2 separate regions of the Oryctolagus cuniculus genome follow, and region 2 is linked to region 1. A link is a contact called in public Hi-C data. All regions are on one chromosome and are shown on one strand. Each heading gives the region's core, a stretch centred on a gene start, on an enhancer-like site or on the middle of the called end of the contact. The rest is flanking DNA. Distances are from core to core; before and after follow the strand shown.

What was found. Hi-C and Micro-C count contacts between places; a contact is called where the count stands out from the background.
Region 2: a contact with region 1 is called in a Hi-C map of liver, with 9 times the contacts expected there. The contact joins two enhancer-like sites. A contact is called at or near these places in 5 of 6 Hi-C or Micro-C datasets (embryonic fibroblasts, liver, psoas muscle and 2 more).

Annotation. Positions count from the first base shown.
Region 1 is chr10:79,917,782-79,921,624 of mOryCun1.1, forward strand. The region is part of intron 2 of FRMD4B (FERM domain containing 4B); the gene reads left to right. Among named protein-coding and RNA genes, the nearest start is that of FRMD4B, 120 kb to the left of the region's middle. Within about 2 kb of position 2,165, at least 3 of the 8 cell types and tissues checked have an H3K27ac peak or open chromatin away from gene starts, as enhancers often do.
Region 2 is chr10:80,027,070-80,030,912 of mOryCun1.1, forward strand. All of the region lies in intron 4 of FRMD4B (FERM domain containing 4B), which reads left to right. Among named protein-coding and RNA genes, the nearest start is that of LMOD3, 180 kb to the right of the region's middle. Within about 2 kb of position 2,217, at least 3 of the 8 cell types and tissues checked have an H3K27ac peak or open chromatin away from gene starts, as enhancers often do.

The DNA.
Region 1 (3,843 bases), core at 915-3,414:
GGGGTAAGGTATGGATAAGAAATAAGATAAGAAATATGGATAAGAAATAAACTTTTTAAAGTGTGTATCTGTGTGTGTGGTAGAAAATTAGGGAAATAATGTTTATTTAAGAGAGTCACCCAGGAAGGATTGTGAGACCAGTTCTGAGTTCTAGGAAGGGTGTTGTGCTGATTAATAATACCTGTCTTGGTATGGACATATCCCGGTATACGCAGAGCCTCCACACTCCATTGTTTGAATTCTAGTTCTTGTTGATGTCATTTGGCATATGCCGTATTTTTTAATTAGCAACAAACATCCTATGCTTTTTGTGAAATTCCAGCACAAGCTGTGTCAGGTGTAAAATGGCCTTACCTGTAGTAGTAGACCTTCAAGCTAAACATCCTCTGACAGCTTGACTTCTGCTAGTGCTGTTTATGTTAGCATTAAAGAATAAGAGAAGGCCATATAGTACAGTCATTAAGCATGACCTCTGGAGTTAGATGAGGTTCAACCCTTGGCTCTCCCTCTTACTTGCTTTGGAGTCTTTGTGAGTTACAATGTAAGCCAAGTACAAGTTATAACCAAGTTTTCCAAAAGTAAAGATAATAGCACTTCGTTTTGGTTTATTTCCATGATAAGTGTTACTGTGCATCCACTTTTTACCAAGTCCTGCATTATGAGGACATTGATACTAACTTTTAAACTAGGCATTTAATTCACCTAACACTTGAAATGATACAATTATTATTTGTCTTTTAAGTCCGCCCTCTTCTGTTTCAGTTGAAGGTATCATGAAAGGTGGGGGCGAAAGGCCATGTGTATTCTTGAATTTTAGATTGAGTAGAGGTGAGATTTGGGTGGAAGGCCAACAGGGTCAATATTTAATTTTTAAATTGTACATTGGAAGTGAACTTTCGCCTGTGGCCAGTGGGGGGTGCTGTGTGAACAGAGTAACTCTTACAGTACCACCTGCAGATGACAGTGTCTCGCTACAGCTCAGGGGAGCGTGATCTGAAAGTAATGAGCAGCAAGTTCAGCTCTGCTGTTAATTCTGGAGCTTGTGTCTCCTGTGAAATTTAACTCCATCCCCATTATTATGTCAGCAGAATTGATGAACATTTATCAAATGTCCTCTCTGACCAGGGCACTATTGAGTGTAAAAGACGTGCGTGCGGAATTTAAGGAAGAGATCACACTGAAGCTTTGGATATTGTGACGCAAGCATTATGGAAATGCCGTAAATGGTAGATTAGCTATTGATGAGAGATAACGGTGCTGTGGAAAGCTGTGAACAATGATGAAAGTCTTTGAAAGCAAAAACGTGTCTCCCACCTTCTATTTGCCTAAGTCACCATCGGTGGGAGAGAGCAAGGGGTTGGGGCTGGTGTGCAAGAAAGCCAGAGGGCCGCACTAGGTAGAAGTAAAAGGCTGTTATAGTGCCACTGCTGATTCCCAAGAGGTAAAGTTAGTATCATCAGCATCTATGATTTTTGAGATTGCTTCTGCTTCGTTTGTGATCTAGGATCTTTCTTTCATTCTTTCAGTCTTGCCTCTTGAAATTAGCTTCAGAGATTAACTCAGAGTCTCTAAGCAAATTTTAAATTCATCTTTTAATTTTTAAAGAGATTGCCTTTACAAGTATTTCGACTATGAATTTTCATGTTGGGATTTAAGGCATTTAACCTATGTCTTGACATCAGCTTATTTATCATCTAAATAATTCCAATTTGACAATCTGGTAAGAGAAATAGATATCATTTCTTTAATATGTATTTTTGGTTATCAGTGAAGTCAAGGATTTTTTTTCTTAAGACTTATCAGCCGTTTATATTTCTTATGGAAATTGCCTCTTCCTGGCCCTCTTTTCCTATTGATTTGTCTATCACATTAATTAATTAAGACAAAATTAATTTGGGAGTGTTAACAAGCCCTATGTTTTGATAATACAATCATGATTCTAAAGTAGTTCCAGATAATTGGAAAATGTGAATGCGTGGCTTCTGCCTCATCCTTATGGTTGGTGTTGTGGCTGATAGACCATTCTCAATGTTCCTTCTTGGCTGGCCCTGAAGTCCCTGTCTGCCTTGTGACTATTCCAAAGGCTGCAGAGCAGGTGTCTCTGATGTCGGTGCAGATTCCTAGAAAAAAGGCAGGTGGCGCTGTTGAACAGTCCTCCTGGACCCTGGCGTCTGGCTGCTAAAGAGCACCGTTCAACTTACAGTCTAAAGAGAAGCCGTCTTATTCTCCCATCTGTCTCGGTAGTGACTCACTCATTTCTGCATCTCGCACAGAAATGAAGAATTCATCATTACTTAACGATGAATTGTTGAAATGTTAGTTTGATGACTTGCAAAGTGCATTTTGCACGTTTGCTTGTTTTGTTTCTTTTATTACCCAGGATGCTAGAATAAGTCATGAGTGATTGACTTGGCCACAACAGTAAGGCTCTTCCATCCAAAGTTCTGAGAAAAATGCACTTTATGAAGAAATTATGCATGGATTTTAAAAAATTGTACCAAAACAAGCATCTCTTTTAATTCCATTTTCCATGAAGATTTTGAAGTAACCTGGCATAATTTCTCTTAGGGCCAGGCTTTCAAAAAGAGGACCCTTCTGGTAAGCTGGCAAAGCATATGGGTCCTTTGTCAGAAAAACGTGTTTTAATTAAATTATATGGAAATATAGTTACTAAAATGTTACACACGCTTGTGATAAAAACAAAGGTTCTTATTAATTCCATAAAAAGCATGTTCTAGAGATGGGTCTTGCTAACTATCATAGTGTCAACGTTGTTAAGAATATAAATAATATTTTGCAATATAGGCAGTTGTGATGATGTGATTAAAAAAAATCTGTGATTTCCATTGGTGACTGAGTCACAGGCACTGCTAATATTTCCATAGTTTATTATGAACATGTATAAATCATGATGTGTTCTTGAATTCTGTGCAAGGGTCTTTGGAGGTTATGGATGCCTAGCTAACCTCCCCTGGTCCCTGGGCTAGGATGGAGACAGGGATGTGTTTTAAAGGGATGCAAAGGAATTTTATGAAGTTCTAGAAATATTCAGTCTTGATTGTGGTGTTGGGTACATGACTGCCTATATTTGTCAAAAACTTCCAAACTGTACACGAAAAAGGATGAATTTTGTGGTATGTAGAGTAGGCCTTGATTTTTAAAAAGTAAAGAAAGGAAGAGAGGGAGAGAGTGAGAATGAAAGAAAGCAGTAGCGATGCGTTGAGCATTGCTGCCAATGGAAGGAACCCCTGGAAGATCCCTTCTGTTTTGGAGCTGGGTCTCCTGCCCAATTATCAGTGTAACAGGAGGGGTCAAGTGAGAAGACTCTGAAACAAGACTCTCTGAGCCCAAGTTCTGTCTCTGTGGCTCATTTTCTTTGTGACTCTGGGCAAGTTACATCATATCTCTGTGCCTCACTTACTCACCTGTGCCATGAGGGTGGTAATAACCATACCTATTTCATAAAGCTAGTTGAAAATTAATTGTGTCTTATATTTAAAATACTAAGACTGGTGCCTGGTACACAGTAAGCACTACAGTGTCATCTGATATTTAGAAATACTTGGGAGGAGGTCAAGGCCAGAGAGAGCAGCTCAATACCAGTGATTGCATTAGTAATCACAGAAAGATAGTGCTGGACCGTGTTTGGTCAGGGAAATGTTAGTCATTAACACCAATGACAAAAAGGTGAGTTTGTGTGTCCCAAAGGCATGCCAACTTACTTGCTAATATTCTTCTAAATGCGTTAGAGGTACCTGTTTTGTTTTTCTTTCAGTATTGCCTGAACTTTAGCCCCCACATGCATCATCAGCTCCCCAACATCCTCTTCCATTTCCAAATAAC
Region 2 (3,843 bases), core at 967-3,466, 110 kb after region 1:
ATGTGTGTGTGTTTCTGTATGTAAGGGTGTGTGTGTGAAGGTGTGTATTTATGTGTGAGGGTGTGTGAAGGTGTGTGTGTGTGAGGGTGTATTTGTGAATGTGTGTCTCTGTGTGAGGGAGTGTGTGTGTGTGAGGGTGTGTGTGTGTTTCTGTATGTGAGGGTGTGTGTGTGAAGGTGTGTATCTATGTGTGAGGGTGTGTGAGCATGTGTAAAGGTGTGTGTGAGGGTGTGTGTGTGAAGGTGTGTATTTATGTGTGAGGGTATGTGAAGGTGTGTGTGTGTGAGGGTGTGTGTCTGTATGAGAGTATGTATCTGTTTCATGATAGTGCAATTTGCCCTCCTTGTATGTGGCTTAATACATATCAAAAGAATCCTTCCTCTTTTTGGAGATCATTTCCAAGGAGCTCCTTAAATATTCAAGAAAATGTGTTCTAGACATGAAAAATGTTGGCCAACCACCCAGCATTCTTTCCATAATGCTTCCAGTGAGTTTTTGTTCTTTAGTTTAACAGGTGTAAAATCATCTTAGGGAGGCATTCATTTGTTTGTGACACCCTGTGACTTCTGATTATTTGCTTCCTGAGTGACCGCTAAGCCTAGGGTCTCCAGAAAAGGCCAACAGGCTCACGAGGTGGGCTAGGCAAAAACCTGCTGAATTGTCAGGAAACATAGGAAAAGCTGAAAACACTGATTCTAGATTTCAGAAGTTTCCTGAATAAGGTTCAATACAGCAGAAAAAAGTACCTGGGATATCTTCGATCTCACTCAGAATCCCAGAAGTGTCTGTTCACTCAACAGGCAGTGGAGAGATCGTGCAGTCTGCCCTCTGCTGGCTGACACAGCAAATGCAGATGTCCATTGTCCAGCTGCAGCTGCAAAGCCAAACACAGTGCATGTGGGTCAGTGATTCAACAAGCACCCACACATGGCTTGAATCAGAAGTGAATGAAATAATAGCACACAGTATAGGACATAAAACCGTAACTACATAATGGCTTAGTTATATGGTATCAGCGGTGATTGCAATAAGCACTGTAATTTAGGGAGAGGTCATGTAGATTAGAGGTTAAGAGCATGAACATTGGAGTGATTTATTCATTCAATAAATATTTCTGGAGTGCCCACTAAATATCAGGCAGTGTTCTATAGGGATTCAACTGTAAGTAACACAGGCAAGGTCTCTGCACATAGCTTATTTTGCGCTGGTGCAGTGTAGCTAAACAAGCAAATAGAAAAGTGAGAAAATGCCAGAAATTCTGAGTGCTCTGAAGAACATAGAATAAGCCACGATGGTGAAAAATAGCTGGGGCACTGTTTTAGACAGGGTGGGCCAGGAGAGCTTCTGGGAGGTAATGCGCAGTGGAAGGTAAGAACTAGCTGTGAACAGGTTTGGAGAGACATTCCCAATAAAAGCCAGTGAAAAGATCCTGGGATGGGGTTGAGATCCACTTTTGTGGCATGTTTTTTAAGACACAAAAATATAAAAGCTGGGGCCGGCACTGTGGCTTAGTGGGTAAAGCCTCTGCATGCAGTGCCAGCATCCCATGTGGGTGCCCCTTCGAGTCCCAACTGCTCCTCTTCCGATCCAGCTCTCTGCTATGGCCTGGGAAAGCAGTAGAAGATGGCCCAAGTGCTTAGGCACCTGCACCGGTGTAGGAGACCTGGAAGAAGCTCCTGGCTTCTAATCAGCTCAACTCCAACCGTTGCGGCCATTTGGGGAGTGAACCAGAGTATGGAAGACTCTCTCTGTCTTCTCTCTGCCTCTGCCTCTCTGTAGCTCTGCCTTTCAAATAAGTAACTACATCAGTGTGGCTGTAGTATAGAGAAAGTTAGAGGGAAAGAGATCCAGGATAAGAGTTGGAATGGAGGCTGCAGACAGAATCTTGGTAGCTGTGTGGTCTCAGGTTAGTTTTTTAACATCTCCTACACTCACGTTTTCTCAGTTGTAGCATGGACACAATACCCATATAGTAAGTACTACATAAGGCTACCAAATAGCGTAGTGGAATTACACACTATTAAGTCAGGTGGGATCTGTGGAGCCCATCCTATGATCACTGGTCACGGCAGTGAGAGAGTGCTCAGAAGGAGGCTTCACACCAGGTGGGAAACCGAAGTCAGAACTGGCACGGGCAGGTAGATGTCAGAGGAGAAGGGCCGTCATTCTAGACCCTGAACTCTATGGGCAGCTGCAGGGACGCTTGATGAGCATGGTACATCCATCTGCCCCAGTGACAACACTGGTCTGCGGTGGGGTAAGGCCAGTGCGGGACGGGATCACAGGTGACCTTGGGAAACCTGGTGATGGGGCAGGCACCCCCAGGGCACAGAAGGAGAGCACAGTGGAGGTGGGAGAGAGGCCCGGCCGCATAGAAGGCTTCCGGGAACTCTATGAGCTCAGCTTAGCGTCAACCCCACGATGGCGCCGGCGCCCAAGGCTGGCCCTGATTCCGGAAGGCGTCTGCAGACCACAGGGAACACGGGAACGACTGCGCTGCTCCCCGTCCACCCTGGGATCTTATTTTTTTTTTTTTTTTTTTCTTTCTCAAAGCCCCTGGGTGAGGACAAGGGCTCGCACAAGCCTGAGCGCCTCCAGTCACGGCTCCTCCGCCCCTGCCAGGGACTGCAGGGTCTGTTTCTGAGTTACGACCGGTTCAGGAAGATGCCGTCTGGCCCTCGCTGTGTTTATTTTCGGAAGAAGTTATGAGCTGCAGGGAGGGGGGAGATGGGCCACTCCCACCTTTCTGGGGCAGGCCTGGAAAATTGCTTACGTCTCAGGGTGTCTCCCTGGAATGTCTTGGTCTCAAGCCTGGTTCTTGTCTTTGTCTGGTGAATATTTTTGGAAAGTCCGCTCCTTCAGCACTCCCTCCCCTCCCCCGCCCCTGTGAAACCACAGAGCCGGATCCCTCCCAGGGTGAGTCTGAGCCGCTGTTTTCCAGCCTGGATGCCTTGGCCTTGGGGCCTTTGGTGAGCTGCTTCAGACAAGAGTCAGGCTGAGCCGAAGGGGGCGTTTTATCAATGAAAATAGCTGCCCTAGCGCACAGACCAAGACGTGGGAAAATAGACTGTAGCGATGGTACGCAATGGACACACTACTGGGCACGTCAGAGGGCCGGGCGGGGAGCGCCTGGGGCGACCCTGGCGGCCCTGAGTTCTGTGTGCAGCGTGGAGCTCCGACCCCTAGAGGGCAGTCACGGCCCTCCCCGGGCCGCAGCCCCAAGCTTGTCCGTAATGGTTGCCTTCTCCCATTTCATTGTTTTTCATCCCCATGTTTGAAGGGCTTTGCTGAGTAAGCTTCGTTTGAGTAGAAACAACAGGCTTTACAGCACAGCTGTGACCTGTGACACTGTCCCTTGGGATGGGCCTGGCATGATAGGCTCCCCGCTGATACCATTCCAGCCGGCAAGGAAACTTGTGTTACAGCCGCTCTGCCCAGGCTGGTACGGAGAGAGGACTGTCTTCTGAAGGCGTTGATCACGTCTATTATATCAGATCCATTGAGAAAAGCAGGTTGTAAGCCATAGGTAATGTGGGTTATATGGCCCAGTGGAAGAATTATGAGTTATTTTCACTTTTTTTATTATAAATTTGTCCTGTTGTGAGATTACCCATAGACTTTTAAAATCCAATTTATAATATATATTTTTAAAAATAGTTTACAGGCCGGCGCCGTGGCTCAATAGGCTAATCCTCCACCTTGCGGCGCCGGCACACCGGGTTCTAGTCCCGGTCGGGGCGCCGGATTCTGTCCCAGTTGCCCCTCTTCCAGGCCAGCTCTCTGCTATGGCCAGGGAGTGCAGTGGAGGATGGCCCAGGTGCTTGGGCCCTGCACCCGCATGGG